2 separate regions of the Mus musculus genome follow, and region 2 is linked to region 1. Evidence: chromatin contacts called from public Hi-C data. All regions are on one chromosome and are shown on one strand. The core of a region is the stretch at or near the end of the contact, and the rest is flanking DNA. Distances in the headings are between cores, read along the strand shown.

Region 1 (7,905 bases), core at 3,695-6,194:
ATCTCTTTGTACAAAGCTCAAGTCTAAGTGTTTCAAAGAACTCCACATAAAACCAGAGACTCTGAAACTTATAGAGGAGAAAGTGGGGAAAGCCTAGAAGATATGGACACTGGGGAAAAATTCCTAAACAGAACAGCAATGGCGTGTGCTGTAAGATCAAGAATTGACAAATGGGACCTCATGAAATTGCAAAGCTTCTGTAAGGCAAAAGACACTGTCAATAAGACAAAAAGGCCACCAACAGATTAGGAAAGGAGTTTTACTAATCCTAAATCTGTTAGGGGACTAATATCCAATATATATAAAGAGCTCAAGAAGCTGGACTCCAGAAATTCAAATAACCCCATTAAAAATGGATTACAGAGCTAAACAAAGAATTCTCAAGTGAGGAATACCGAAGGGCTGAGAAGCACCTGAAAAAATGTTCAACATCCTTAACATCAGGGAAATGAAAATCAAAACAACCCTGAGATTCCATCTCACACTAGTCAGAATGGCTAAGATGAAAAATTCAGGTGACAGCAGATGCTGGCGTGGATGTGGAGAAAGAGGAACACTCCTCCATTGCTGGTGGGATTGCAAACATGTACAACCCCTCTGAAAATCAGTCTGGCTTTCCTCAGAAAATTGGACATAGTACTACTGGAAGATCCAGCAGTACCTCTCCTGGGCATATATGCAGAAGATGTTCCAACTGGTAATAAGGACACATGCTCCACTATGTTCATAGCAGCCTTATTTATAATAGCCAGAAGCTGGAAAGAACCCAGATGTCCCTCAACAGAGGAATGGATACAGAAAATGTGGTACATTTACACAATGGAGTACTACTCAGCTATTAAGAACAATGAATTTATGAAATTCTTGGGCAAATGATATCTGGAGGATATCATCCTTAGTGAGGTAACCGAATCACAAAAGAAGTCACTTGATATGTACTCACTGATAAGTGAATATTAGTCCAGAAACTTAGAATACCCAAGATACAATTTGCAAAACACAAGAAAATCAAGAAGAAGGAAGACCAAAGTGTAGATAATTCTTTCCTCCTTAGAATAGGGAATAAAACGCCCATGGAAGGAGTCACAGAGACCAAGTTTGGAGCTAAGATGAAAGGATGGACCATGCAGAGACTACCCCACCCAGGGATCCATCCCATAATCAGCCACCAAACCCAGACACTATTGCATATGCCAGCAAGATTTTGCTGAAGGGACCCTGATATAGCTGTCTTGTGTGAGGCTATGCCAGTGCCTGGCAAATACAGAAGTGGATGCTCACAGTCATATATAGGATGGAACACAGGGCCCCTAATGGAGAAGCTAGAGAAAGTACCCAAGGAGTTGAAGGGGAACAACAATATGAACTAACCAGTACCCTCAGAGCTCATGTCTCTAGCTGCATATGTAGCAGAAGATGGCCTAGTCGGCCATCATTGGGAAGAGAGGCCCCTTGGTCTTTCAATCTTTATATGCCTCAGTACAGAGGAATGCCAGGGCCAAGAAGTGGGAGTGGGTGGGTAGAGGAGCAGGGTGGGGGAAGGTATAGGGAACTCTTGGGATAGCATTTGAAATGTAAATAAAGAAAATATCTAATTAAAAAAAAGAAAAGAAAAAGAAAAAAAAAAGCCCTCTGATGCAATATGTTTCCCTTTTCTATGTTGCTGTCTTTTTAAGAAGCAAGTAGCTACATTGTGGGAAGCCTTCCAGTGTGGGAAGCCACATGTGCCATTGCAGGGTGGTGCTGGCCACCATGCATACATAGGCAGTAAACTTTTTTTTGCCAAGATGAGGTTTTGAGAATTAACCAAAATTAACCAATCAGATGAGAGACAAGTTAACCAATCAGATGAGAGACAAGTTAACCAATCAGATGAGAAACATGCTAACCAATCAGATGTGAGACATGCAAATGAGGTGGTAAGCATAACCCAAGCACAACCAATCCGGGTGTGAGACATGCCTCTCCTAGGCCTATATAAGCAGTACCAGTTCTGGGCTTGGGGTCTCTTCGCCTCTGCAATCAAGCTCTCCCAATAAACGTGTTGCAGCATCGTTCTTGCTGGTGAGTCAGGGCGTGGGCAAGATTCCAGAAAAGCCCATACAGCAACAACAACAGACAGCTTTTAGGAGCTAGGGATAGTTGTGTTGGTTGTTAAAGTGTCCTCAGTTCCACAATGAGAAGGGATTCACCATCTGCCAGGGCCTGAAATGACTCTAGAGGTGAAGTTGTTTCTCTCCTAGACTCCAAAACAAGGCAACAGGCCAAAGAAACCTTGGACACTCTAACCATGGTTCCTAGTTAAGCAGTGCCCATTCCCATAACCCATGTAAATCCAGAAAATATGACACTTGCTGTTTGAAGTAACAAAGTAGGCATTTGTCATGTAGCCTCAAACACTTCACAGTTTTATACTCTAGTAGTTAGGATAGAAAGAGTTAATACCTCAGTAAAAAGAAAGTCAGAAGATCCCAGTGTGGATCCTGTCTCTTTATCCATCCTGGGCTACCATCATAAAGATACCACACACATAGCCAGTTCTGTCTGCCAGGCTTTGAAACGGTCCTACAAGTTTTATATTCATTTTTGTATTAAATCCTCGAAATTCTCAGAAGTCCATTGCACAGACAGAGAACTAGAAATCCTACGATTGGTCTTTTATATCCCAGTGTTAGTAGCAGGGGCCAGTTTGAAATATTAATCTGTCTGATTCCAGATGTTACATCCTTATCACTAGTACAGGGATGCCTCTCTCCCTCATGTGAAGGCAGCTGGGTGGTCTGATGTCTAGGGAGTGCCCTTAACAGTCACACCCCAGTGATAGCTATGGCTTCCCCAGTGCAAAAGCTGCCCAAAGAATGGGTATACTGGGAACATCACATTCACGTCAGAATTTTATTTTTATTCAGCAAATAACCTCTTTTGTGTGTCCTGCTGACCCTAGAGGATTCCTTGTGTACTCCATACTCCATAGCTCATGGGACAGATGGTCAAGTGGAGACACAATTCCTAAAGTTTTATAGCTATGCAAGAAGAAATAAGACTTGCCAACTTTACAAATAAAAACCACTCATATAAAATTATTTAAAATCTGGAAAAGAGAGTGTTTGACTAAGCCATCTATCTGCATAATGTATTTCCCTTATTCTCTAGGGACTGATGATATCTTTGCAGCTCTGAGTACAGGTATGAGTGCCCCAGCTCTGAGGAGATCCACAGAAATAGCTTCCATTGAGTTTAATGAAATAGAAAAATTACAGGCTCAGAAGGTTTCTGAACTCTCTCACTGTGTGCAAATACAATTAATGCCCTCCTCATTGATTGGTGTCCGGAAGTGTTCTCACCTAATATCCGATTCAAGACAACCGGCAGGACTAACCCAGTGCTTTGTCTGAAGAGACATCTGAAATAGATCAGGCAAATAAATTAACTGTCAGAAACTTCATTTATCCTGCCGGGATTATGAATGCAGCTGGAGAACCCATCTGAGAGGTAGCTGTAGTAGTTCGACAGAGCCATGGCTAAGATGCACTGTGTCAGGGGTGCAGGAGGCACAGTATCGCAGCCAGCGGCAGGTAGAATGGGCAGAAGAGGTATCAGAACAGAACTCACACCGGCAAGCAACACAACCTGGTGAAGTCAAGCAAGTCATGACCTGGACTGAGTTAGCAGCACAACCAATGTGGTTGTGATAAATTCTTCTGCTCTGTCTCATTGAGGAAGCAAGTCCTGTGTAGATCTTACAAGATGGTCCTTATTACCCTCAGCCCCACCAAGTTCACTATTTTGTGAGTGGTATGCCTCAGGAAGGTGGGGGATGGAACACAGGTGCATGAGCTGCAGATAACAGGAAAGGCCTATGAAGATCAGGTTTCCGTAAAGATAACAGAATCAAAAGCATAGAGTTCACACACCACTTCCATATATGTAGTATACAATAGTAATCTCTCCTTCTCCCTTTAAGAAAAAAATCCCTATGGACAATATTAATAGAATTGATCCTTCTTCTAACAGCCCAAATCATGCAACATGCTCCCAAACAGCCTCTCATACCTACAACCTTGTCATTTCTTGTCTAAGCCATCTCAGCTACTTTGTGAATATCTAGCAACTCTAGTTTGCAGATCTTAATAAGTTCAGCAGGTTTAAGCAGCCTGTCCATCACTACAAGAGAATACTGGAACTACCAATTCTAAAAGAGAACAGTTGTTTTGAATCATGGTCCTCTATTAACTGCCTCTATTATTAGTTGTTGGCAGGGAAACTGCTTACCTTGTGGCCAATGATCAAAGAAGGAGATAGGGGCATAAGCTGCTTCTGAAGTGATCCCTAGTGATCTTTCACTAGGCTCCAACATTTGAATGTTCTACCATCTGGGGGACAAGCCATCACTACACAGATCTTGTGGGGGACAGTGAAGATCTATAATACAGCAAGGAAACTTGCCCAGAGTCCCTCAGCAACGGGAGAGACACGCCTTTACTATCACAGCCATTACAAAGGAATAAATAAAACCCTATAATGGGGAATCAGAATTAAATTCAGATGTTTTTACAAAAGCATAACGTTCCTGTTGTGTGGATTCAGGTTCATAGAGTCTGAGGAGAAAAATAATGAGAGTAATAAAAAGAAATTGCCAGAGAACATAGCAACAAGCATGTGAATAGGCATATAAGGACATGACGGGAAAGAGTGACTTCAAAATCGAGTTATTTTCATACACTGACTAGAAATATACAGGAGAAGCTGGATGAAAAGAGTCGACAAGCAGGTAGGACTGTGATGCCCAAGGCGGGAGCGAACATTTTTGTTTGTATGTGTTTTGTGGGGGTGTTTTGTTTTGTTTTGTTTTGTTTTTGTGACCTTGCCTTCTGATTCAGCTGGGATCCTGAAGGCAGACATTCCACACAACATGCTGCGAAGTAGCTCTGGTGAGACTGGAAGCAGGAAGTGCCAGAAATCTCACAAAGTTACCAATTCTCTTGACATTTCCTGTGGTGGAGCGCCAAGGACTCCAGTGGACCTCTCCACCTGAGGAAGTGTTCGTGACCTTGGGGAGGCTCACCCAAGTCCAGAAAGAGCTCAGGGGGCTGACAGCTGCTCTCACCAGCAGCAGGATTTATGCGCTACATTTCAAGGCACATGCATTTTAAGGATTTCTTGCTGTGTGAGAAGCAGTCAGGACAACATGGAGTAGAAGAAAAGTGCACCTGATTGTAATTAATGCTGACAGTAATCTCCAGCTTTCACTCTGAAAACAGCCAGATGGGAAAGTTGGAACTGTTAATAATAGAAAACGTTGCCATCCACAGTTCCTGGAGCCATAACTCTTTAAACTGTTTGGATTCCAGATATGCACAGACCAACCCAAGCCAGATGCTGCTGACTCTACTGCTGTGAGCCGTGGTTGGCCCTGCTGGAGAAAGGGAACCAGAAGGAAAGTACTGCCTGCAGAGCCCTCATCTGGGTGGACATACACATGAACCCTGAAGCTGAGACGAAGGCAAGGAAGGAATCATCGAGGGTGAGGAGTGACTTAAAAACCCAGGAACTGTACAAAGTCTAGAATGATGCACGGCAAGGAATGTGGTTTTCCCAGTGCCTGTTGACTGTGGCAGTAGAGGACAGTGAGGATGAAGTGTTGAGGTTGGGGAGTGTTAATATTTTAGCCAGGAGGTAGGGCAGGAGGAGAATACTGTTCAGGAAACCATTTCTCTTAGAAACATTAACCATGAGGTAACCTGTGTCCTTCCACCCATGTGTGTAGCCCCTCTGAGCTGACCAAGCTATCCACTGGAAATACTGCCAAGTGACTCAGATGAGGGCTGGGGGCCACTGAGGGCAATAAAAGCATATATGGGGCTGATCTGGAACCTCACTAGAAAGGCTGGAACCAAAGATCACATAGCCAGAGAATTCTTCCAGTGGTGACAGGAACTCTGGTGCCTGCTGCGGTGCAGGGCAGCGTCTGCTAACCTAGGAGCTTCCTTGGAAACACAGCTCAGCTCTCTCCTTGTCCTTGTAAAGAACGTGATTTCAAAGGTCATCGGTGCTGCCTGCCCTGCTGAGTCTGCAGGGAGGGCTGGGAAGGGTCACAAGTACTTTGTAAGGTTTTGACAGACCCAGATAGTTCAGACTGGTAGAGGTGCACAGATACTAGCATGGTAGGAGGTGGACAACCCTGCTCTTGGAGGCCCAGGAAGAAAGGCATGGAAGGGTCTGGTCAGAGTTTGTAGGAATACTGGTGCATGGTAAAAGTAAAATGGGAGGAAGACTGGGGAACCAACAACAACTGTAAGACTCTGGTGAGCCTTAGCTTATTGAGGGACCCCCTGAGTGAAGCACACGGAGCAGGAATTGATGCAAAAAGCAAGAGGAAATTATTGTTCCAATGTGTTGGGGCCATCCTATCATGAAGAAGAGATGGCGAACCCTGCCCGCCTCCAGCCCATTTGGTCAGTCTTTATACAGTTTTTCAGAGCAGCAGCCACTAGGCACAATGTGATTGGCAGAACAGTGTGACGTTTAAATTGATTGGTCTCTGGGGAATGAGGTACAGAGTCTGTCCTGCAGAATGTGTTTACCTGGTCTAGGCCTCCCCCACCTGCAAGTCCATCCTGCGGAATGTTAATTCCTGCCTTCCCCTTCTGATGGAGAAGGCTCTGGTGTAATTTTCAAAATGTCCTGAACTGACCTTTTCACCACCACCACCACCACCACAACAACAACAACAACAACAATGGAAGCACGAAATGGGTCCTTGTGCTGTGCTTTTCTTTAGAAGCCAAGGTATGGATCCACAGGAGCCCTGGAAAAGTACAAAAATAGAAGGTCCTGGCCAAGTGTCTGCAGGAAGACCCTTTGAAAGGGATGCAGGCTTAAGGCACTGGGCATTGGGTATAAAAGGCCAGTGATTTCTGGCTTTCATGTTGGGCAAGATGTCAGCACCTATATTATTAGGCTAGTAGAAATTGACTCAAGGCATACCTGTGAGGTGTGTGTGGTGGTGGTGGTGGTAGTGATGTGTGTGAAGGAAAAGCCTGAGAAAAATAGAATGGAGAAACTTCTGACAGATACATTTGGCAACCAAATTGAAAGATGTAACTCTAATTCCCAAGGTGACAAGATTAAAAAACAGGAATTCTTATTTTTCCATAAACATCCTAACAATTTCGCAGACAGTTGGATGAAGGGCATTATAGGAAAAGATCTTAGGACAGGCATTTTAACCGGATTGTTTTCATAGAAAAGAAAATTCTTCCAGTCAAATCTTATGGCAAGCCACAAGTGCTTGAGTGGAGCAGATCTGAATGAAATGGGGCCTGATGCCCTTGGACCTGGTCTTAGTTGGTGTTCTGCTGGCTTCTTGGTCATAAGACATCCTCTATATCCCAAGCCCAGAAGAAAGTTCTAGACATGGTAGGCTTTCTCTACCCTCTTATTTTGAAAATTAGTGGACTGAAGAGAAATGAAGAACATTGAACTAGAAGGTAACCTCAAGTCCACATTAGGGAGAACTCCTCCTGCTCTCTCAGAGTTTCTTTCTGGAGCCTCAGACCCTGGTTAGGAAAGACAGCTTCACATGGGTACCTGGGACATGGTTTGAACTTGCCTCGGAGGTCTGTAGGTCCTTCTATTAAAATCAATTTCCACATATCAAAAAATCCCCTACCTTAGCCTTTCCCAACCCCCATGTGGGCCTTGTAGCACATTTGTCTGAGGTCACAAGACATGAAACTCTATCAGGACCATGTGACCCCTATAACCTTCAGATGCAGCCTTCTAAGCAAGTGTCCTATAACCCAGGTAATTACAGAGCCTGAGCCCACTCAGAAGAATTAGATGAAGCAACAGGCTATTATTGCCCTTGTTTGAAGAAATAATAATATGTAACACCTTTTATAA
Region 2 (7,905 bases), core at 2,519-5,018, 530 kb before region 1:
CAAACAAACAAACAAGAACCCAGCTATACTACTCCTGGACATACACCCAGAAGATACTCCAACATGTAATAAAGACACATGCTCTACTATGTTCACAGCAGCCATATTTATAGTAGCCAGAAGCTAGAAAGAAACCAGATGTCCTTCAACAGAGGAATGGATACAGAAAATGTGGTACATTTACAAAATGGAGTACTACTCAGCTATTAAAAACAACGAACTCATGAAATTCATAGGCAAATGGATGGAACTAAAAATATCATCCTGAGTGAATTAACATTGCATGCACTCACTGATAAGTGGATATTAGCTCAGAAGCTCAGAATACCCAAGATACAATTCACAGACCACATGAAACTCAAGAAGAAGGAAGACCAAAGTGTGGACACTTCGATCCTTCTTAGAAGGGGGAACAAAATACCCATAGAAGGAGTTACAGAGACAAAGTTTAGAGCAGAGACTGAAGCAATGACCTTCCAGAAACTGCCCCATCTGGGGATCCATCCCATAAACAACCACCAAACCCAGATACTACTGCAGATGCCAACAAGAGCTTGCTGACAGGAGCCTGATAGAGCTGTCTCCTGAGAGGCTCTGCTAGTGCCTGACTAATACAGAAGTGGATGCTCACAGCCATCCATTAGACGGAGCACAGGGTCCCCAATGAAAGAGCTAGAGAAAGTACCCAAGGAGCTGAAGGAGTTTGCAGCTCCCTGGGAAGAACAACAATATGAATTAACCAGTAACCCCAGATCTTCCCAGGACTAAACCACCAACCAAAGAAAACACACGAAGGGACTCGGGGCTCTAGCTGCATATGTAGCAGAGGATGGCCTAGTCAGTCATCAATGGGAGGAGAGGCCCTTGGTCCTGTGAAGGTTCTATGCCCCAGTATAGGGGAATGCCTGGGCCAGGAAGCAGGAGTGGGAGGGTTGGGGAGCAGGGGAAGAGGGGAGAGGATTAGGGGGTTTGGGGAAGGGAAACTAGGAAAGGTGATAACATTTGAAATGTAAATAAAGAAAATATCTAATAAAAATAAAATAAAATAAAATAAAAATCTAGCCCCAAATGCCACATTAAGAGAAGGACGTAAAACTCCGTAGTTATAATAGTGGATCCTTGTCTTTGTTGCACTTTATAATTTTATATGAATTTTTGTATTCCAGTGGCTGGAATAAGTTAAGGTTACCTGCTAAATATGAGAATTAAAACTTTCCACCAATATCTACATATTTTCTCCCTCTGCCTTGGCATATATTTTATTAGGGATCTGAACTAAGTTTTAGAAGAGGGAATGAAGATGCATCAAATAGATAGTCCCAGTGGCTCTAATTTGATTCAAATTAGCCTTTTAAGGGTCACATGCTTGCCTTTAGGGTCTCAAGAACTATGAAGGAGGGAAAGGGGGATGTCTTAACTTTGTACTGACTGCATGGAGCTACAGATTGGAATAGGAGGGGAAATGTCTTAGAAAAGCAACTTGGGAAAGTTAAATTGAATAAAGGATCCATTGAAATTCTAAATTACCCTTAATTCATCAGTATCAACAAAAAGAAAGTGAATACAGGTAACTTCACAGTGTTAAACCATCAGTGAGATTTGAGGAGGTGGGGTTTCCATCTAAATTTTCAAGAGGGAAGTAGGAAATAATAGGAAGATCTAAGAGGCCTTGAAACAAAACAATCTGTAATTAAATAAATATTGACCGAGTGTGTGTGTGTGTGGGGGGGAAATCCTAATTTCCATTGTGCACTTCTTATCATTTCAGGGATAAGCATTTTGTATCTACAATTATGAGTCCTCGAAAAAACTTCGATGCTTCAGCATGTGTATGTCTTATATTTAGCTATTGGTGGTGTTGATACTGTGTCCAAATGTCAGCCTCCATCAAGGCTTTACCAGAGACCTGGGATCTCAGAGTTCCAGGCACATCTTGGTCTTTGTTCTGAACCTCTTGGTTTCCAAGAAAAAAAGGAATTCCCACCTGTAGAATGAAGCTGTTGTCTGTACTACTATCCCAGCAACAGGACTACATTTACTATTTAAAGACTATAGAATCACATCTGAGTTCATACCAATGATATTATTTCATGAAAAAAAAAAGTGTCATAATAGGGGTTGGCTACCAAAAAAACCATGCTTGTGCTTCGAGGGTTAATACAGTGAGTTGGCTTTATTTCTGCAGGAAGGCAGGAACAGTCGGTCAACTTCATTAGATCAGGTGGCGAATGATTTAATAAGTTTTGCTTAAATTAAAAAAAAAACCTGCATTAAACATCTGTAAAACAAAACTCAGTGAAGCTCGTTAGTTGGTGGACACACTAATGTGCCCTCAGGTACACATTTGACTTTACGGGGAGAGGGTTTTTGCATACCTTGGCCTATGTGTCACCCCACTCTGGTCCTTGGCTGTAGTCTTTATAATAAAATTAAACATAAGGATGGTGCTGTTCTAAGTTCTGTGAATAAACTTAGTAACTATTAACCCTACAAGGTCATCGAAACTCCTGCATTTTCACCTTTTCAGAACCATCAATGGTCTAAAGTTGTGGCCTCCATCTGAATTTCCGGCAGTCTTCGTTTCTGAGGTCCCACTCGTGCAATTCCCCAGATGATTAGTACTGGAAGTGAGTTGTGTAACATCAACAGTTGGGGCTGACATCCGAGATACAGTAACAGACCAAACCTCCCTTTAATCTGTTTTGCATTCTTTCTTATACGAAAAACTCTGTGACTAAATGAAGCTAGGATTTTAGTGCACGTGGTTGGCAAGGCTACATTAGAGTCAGCTTGTTTTTAAAACCTTAGCTTTGGCTCTGTGTTAAATCTACTTGATTTAGAACAGCCTCAGAATGCATTTCAAACTCGTTGGTGTCATCAGCATGCTGGGGGCTGTCAGATGCTCTGGTAGAATTGTGCAAAGAGATATTAAACTGCTCAAAACTTCACAGTAAGTGAAGAAAGCCTGGATCAAGGCAACAGAATGGGAAGTTTGCTACTTACCTTCAGTGCTGTGGACCAGTGTAGTACTCTTTGTCCTGTGCTATGAGGATGTGTTGTAGAAGGTGTTTGTTACTGACACGCAGATGGGGCAAGGGCAGGTGAAAAAGATCTTAACTATTTCCCCAATTCAAGTGATTTAAACTTGAAGGAGAAGCTGCTTGAGTAGGGTTTTGGTTTTCATTCTTTGTTTAAACTTGAAGTGAAAAGTTTATCACGATGTTCCATGATCTCATGTTTAGAAGGATGCGGGTCAAATGGGAAGTGTCAGGGGACCTGGCTTCCTGGACACCATAGTCTGTTAAGAGTTAAGGAATTGAGAATGGCTAGGCAATAGACCAGTAGCATCACTCCTAGAGACCCCAGAGCATCCAAGGTACAGGGGAGGAAATCTCTTATTCAGAATATAGACTCTTCCTGAGCTATGGCATAGATATTATTTTTCTTGTCTCCCATTTGCTGCTTATTTTTAAAAAATCTCTTTTGGGCAGTATATCCAAGTATGATTTGGGTAAATATTTGTGAGTATAAGAATCATGTTCAAATGAAAATAAAAATATTTCTTGACTTAACTCAGCTGAGGACCCCAGCCACAGACTTATCTTGGCCACAAGCAGCTTAGACCCCCCCCCCTTTTCTTCCCCTCTCCCAAGATCCCTGGCTTATCTCCAGCTCCATGCTTCAGCCAGCAAGCAAGAGAAGGGAGGTAGCTGGCTGCTTGTTTCCAGCTAACAGCAATGGAATTCCTTGGCCTGGACATTCAGTAATTCCCTGCCAGCTGGCTGTGTACCATTCCTCTGGGAACTCAGTGAATCACACCTCCACAGTGCATTTGGCTCCTACAAGCCCCGGAGGGTTGGAGCCTTGTGCCTGCCAACAGTAAGGGGCTGAGGCCCAATTTCTGAGCCTGGATCATGTTGGGGCCCCTGGAATTTCTGAGTACAGGAGGTTTCCCAGCTGCAGGGGAAGAGTGCTAATCCAGAAGCAGGGAGTATTCAAGCTGGACCATGCAGGCTGCTCCTGGGGAAAGTGTTCTCCCTGCCCCTCCTACAGGCAAAGGGTCCCAGATGTAGACAAGAAAAGAGCACAGACAAGGTTCCCACCTCTCCTCATTAATGACCATGGAAAGGTCTGTTTTGTTAGCTCTTCAATTAGCATGGCCTTAGCACAAACAGGAGTGGCACGCTGGGCTAAATGTACAGCTAAATGCTTATATAGGACTTTTATTTTAATGGCCTGGAAACTGATGACCAAGAGGGCCACCACTACTGAGATATACCCTTTACTCCTGCATTAGAAGTACACATTGTAAGCCTGGGCCCTTTTCAAAGCAGAGATTCAATGAAATTTTAGCTTTTAGTTGTGAATCTTTCTTTAGCTGGAGGTTGAGAAGGAGGTCTCATTAGGTCTAAGCAGTGTGAGAATTATCCTCCCAGGCCCAAAATGTCACCTTGGTCAGTATTTTAAAAAAAGAAAAATAGAAGCCAGCCTCATGTCCCAAGCAAGGCCAATAAGCGAGGCTGGCTCTGTGCTGCTCTTTGCCTACGTGGTTAGCTCACTGGCCAGACCACCTCTCACTTCAGATACTCATACAGCCTTCTCAGTAAGTGAAAAAAAAAAAAAAAAGACACAGAAAGAAGGGTTAGCTGAGCTGCACAGAACTGTGGCAGGATAGGAAACAGAACAAGCAATGAGGAAACTGTATCCTTGCAATGGGAGAGAAACAACTTACAGGCAGTAGAAGAATTACATGCAGAAGTTTCTTGCAGACAACAATAGTGGAGAAAAGTCCTGTCTCTGACCCTGGTTCTTCCTAGTGTTATCATGTTTCTGCTTTCCAGGTACCAAGGCTGCAGGCAGTGGAAGGGAGGCTGCATATCTGGGTGCCCTTCCTACCTGCTATCCTGTTTCCTTCTACAGGGAAGAACTCAGCTTGAAGGAGCCAAGTGTACCCTCTTCTCTCTGATACCCATCAGTTCCTCTCCAGCACCCCATTACTGGCCATCTACCATCACTACTGGTGCTATTGTAAACATTTCCCCCAAAGGGATAACAAAACCAAGCCAAATCGTGTTAATGAGACCCTCTGTTTCTTGTGTTTCTCCTATTTCAGTCTTACCCTCACTTTTTGTTTATTCCAAAGTCACAGTTCAAGTTCAGTAGTGGCCTTCCTGATACATTGCATGCTTTCTGTCTTCACAAGACAAAGCTGTCTGTGCACCCGTGACTCAACTACATTTACCTGGCACATCTATCTCAGGGATGCAGGTAGGTCTAATGTATTTCCCGCTTGCTTTCACACCAACTTTTGCCTTTCTTCTGCTCTTTTTTTGTTTTGTTTTGTATTTTGTTTTTTGAGACAGGGTTTCTCTGTGTAGTCCTGGATGTCCTGGAACTCACTCTGTAGACCAGGCTGGCCTCAAACTCAGAAATCCACCTGCCTCTGCCTCCCAAGTGCTGGGATTAAAGGCATGTGCCACCATGCCCGGCCTTCTTCTGCTCTTTTTATAGTGACTAATTAACAAAGTTAAGTCTCTTGTAGGAGAGAAGAGGATAGAGAAAAGGAAGGGAAGAATCAATGAGTGAAGGAACTGGAGAAAGGAACATAAAAAGCATAAGAAAACCCACTTTTCTCCTCCTTAGAACATAATCCATGTCAAAGCTGCGGGGTATGCATTTCTTCACTTTGGTAACTATTCAGATTATAACATGTTTTGGTTGTTGTCTTTTCATTTGTTTGCTTGTTTTGGAGCTTTGTGCTTTCATCTCCTGACAATGAACTTGGCAGTGCCTTCTCTTCACATTGGGAAGATGGAGTAACATCTGATCATTGGGTAGCATCCTATGTGGAAAGAAATGTGGCATCTTTGGAAAAAGTCACTAAATTCATCTTTGAATCATTTGTCATTCAATTTTCTGGTCTGATTCCTCTTTTTAGCCATCACACTGAAAGTAAGACATCTCCCATAGTGCCCAGTAACTTGGTCAATAAATTCCTTGACTCAGATGTTGTCTCTAACCACATTGACCTCTTTACGTTTCCTCTTCATTTTTTTAATCTCTCTTTTCATCAGCCCAGTCTCCTCACTGTGTCTTGCAGGTCTCTTGGGACCAAGGGTTACTGTTTCTGGTGGAAATATATTGTCTTGTCTGTTAATGTTTGCATTTTTGCATTGGTGTCTAGGCATCTAGAGTTATGAATGATATGCTTTTTATGTGTTGATATCTAGTCTTATCTTTGTTGGGTGTTCTCTTCCTTCAATTTTAGTAGTATGGTGGCTATGGATTTCCTTTTAGATAGTGCTTCTGTAGTTTGGTAGGTGGCATATAACACAGATGGAATAGAAGAGGCTAAGACGGGCTGTGAGAAAGAGCTAAGGTGATGCTGTCCACACCAAGAGGCAAAATTTGCAGGGAGATGGAGGTGTGATGAGAGGCGAGGCTCCTGTAAGTAGGTTAAAGACAAATAATAATCAGGAGGCAGGTATGAAAGAGCTGTGGGTGGGTTGTGAGTTGGAGCAAAGGAAATCACCAACTCACCTATATCTATAATAGTAACCTGCCTGCATACGATGGTGCAATAGTGGCACAGATGTTGTGGGAGTGACCAACCACTTTCTGATTGGACATAATGTTCACTGTCTAAAGTGGAACCTATTCCTAACATTGATTAGATGGCCAAGAATATACTAGATAGGTCATGGGTCTAGAGGGAAGCCAAATATTTACTGGCCTTTTGTTTGTATGATTTCCAGTTTTGTTCTTATGTGTTTGTTTGTTTTTGGTGTTTTGGAGACAGGGTTTTACTGTATAGGCCTGGCTGTCCTGAAACTCACTCTGTAGATGAAGCTCCCTTTGAACTTAAGAGTTCGGCTTGACTCTGCCTCCCAAATGCTGGGGTTAAAGGAGTGTGCCACTACATCTGGCTGTTTTTATGTTTTTTGTTTGTAAGGGCATTATTAATTTTTTTTGCTTTTTTTTTTCTAGAATGGACATAACTTTGGATGAATGAGATGTAAGGAGAATTGGAGAGGAAACAAGGGAGAAAAAATTATGATCAGAATTTATTGAGAAAAATTATTTTCAATGAAAGAATAAAATTAAAAATAAACTAATGGGTTCTGTCTAATTTACCTTATACACAGCTGTTACACAGCTGTTTCTTAACCCTTTATATCTCATACATAAATTATTCAGAATCTTTATACTTATGCAATTATGTCACAGGAGTTATTTTCAAAGGAAACCTGTGTCATCTCCACTGCTGCCCTCTGGAATTAAAAAGGCATTTGAGACAGATGATAGCTAATCTCAGCTGTCAGCTTGACTACAATTTGAGTCAACTAAAACCCAAGGGATTTTCTTGATTGGATACCTTGAGGTAGAATATCTGTTACACCACAAACTGACATGCCATAAGGAAGCTTTTGCTTTTTTGCCTGCTTGCCTTCTCTCTTGCTAGAAAATTCATTTTTGAATTTTGAATCGTTGCTCAATCAGTCCTTCACTGAGATTAGAACTTCTTTGAGAGTCCAATGCAGACCAAAGACCAGCTGAGACATACAGGCTTCTGGATGGAAAAACTCCTGAATTCTTGACTTTTCTTTGAGAGACAGCCATTATTGTCTAGGGAATGGCTAAACCACAAACTGAGCAACTTTCTAAAAACCTCTTTACACACACACACACACACACACACACACACACACACACACACACACCAGTCCTGTTGTTCTAACATAGGGCACAATCCTGCCTTTCCATCTTTTCATTAGTAGCAATTTCCTTTTTTATTTTTGGCTTGCTGAATGATACACATTTTTGTGAGCTGATTAATTTACACCTGGACGGAGTATAAATTCAAGCTTTCTTTTTTTGTGGGCATTTTTATTAGATATTTTCTTT

What was found. Hi-C and Micro-C count contacts between places; a contact is called where the count stands out from the background.
Region 2: a contact with region 1 is called in a Hi-C map of uterus, with 4 times the contacts expected there. The contact joins two enhancer-like sites. A contact is called at or near these places in 6 of 484 Hi-C or Micro-C datasets (embryonic stem cells, nephron progenitors and uterus), 2 of 115 datasets of contacts at active chromatin or transcription factors (astrocytes and embryonic limb bud) and 1 of 9 other capture datasets (embryonic stem cells).

The regions. Positions count from the first base shown.
Region 1 is chr13:15,209,915-15,217,819 of GRCm38.p6, reverse strand. No RefSeq gene overlaps it. Among named protein-coding and RNA genes, the nearest start is that of Gm20043, 160 kb to the left of the region's middle. Within about 2 kb of position 4,944, at least 27 of the 459 cell types and tissues checked have an H3K27ac peak or open chromatin away from gene starts, as enhancers often do. A contact at or near this core is called in uterus, where this site is marked.
Region 2 is chr13:15,737,869-15,745,773 of GRCm38.p6, reverse strand. No RefSeq gene overlaps it. Among named protein-coding and RNA genes, the nearest start is that of 4933412O06Rik, 61 kb to the left of the region's middle. Within about 2 kb of position 3,768, at least 101 of the 459 cell types and tissues checked have an H3K27ac peak or open chromatin away from gene starts, as enhancers often do. A contact at or near this core is called in uterus, where this site is marked.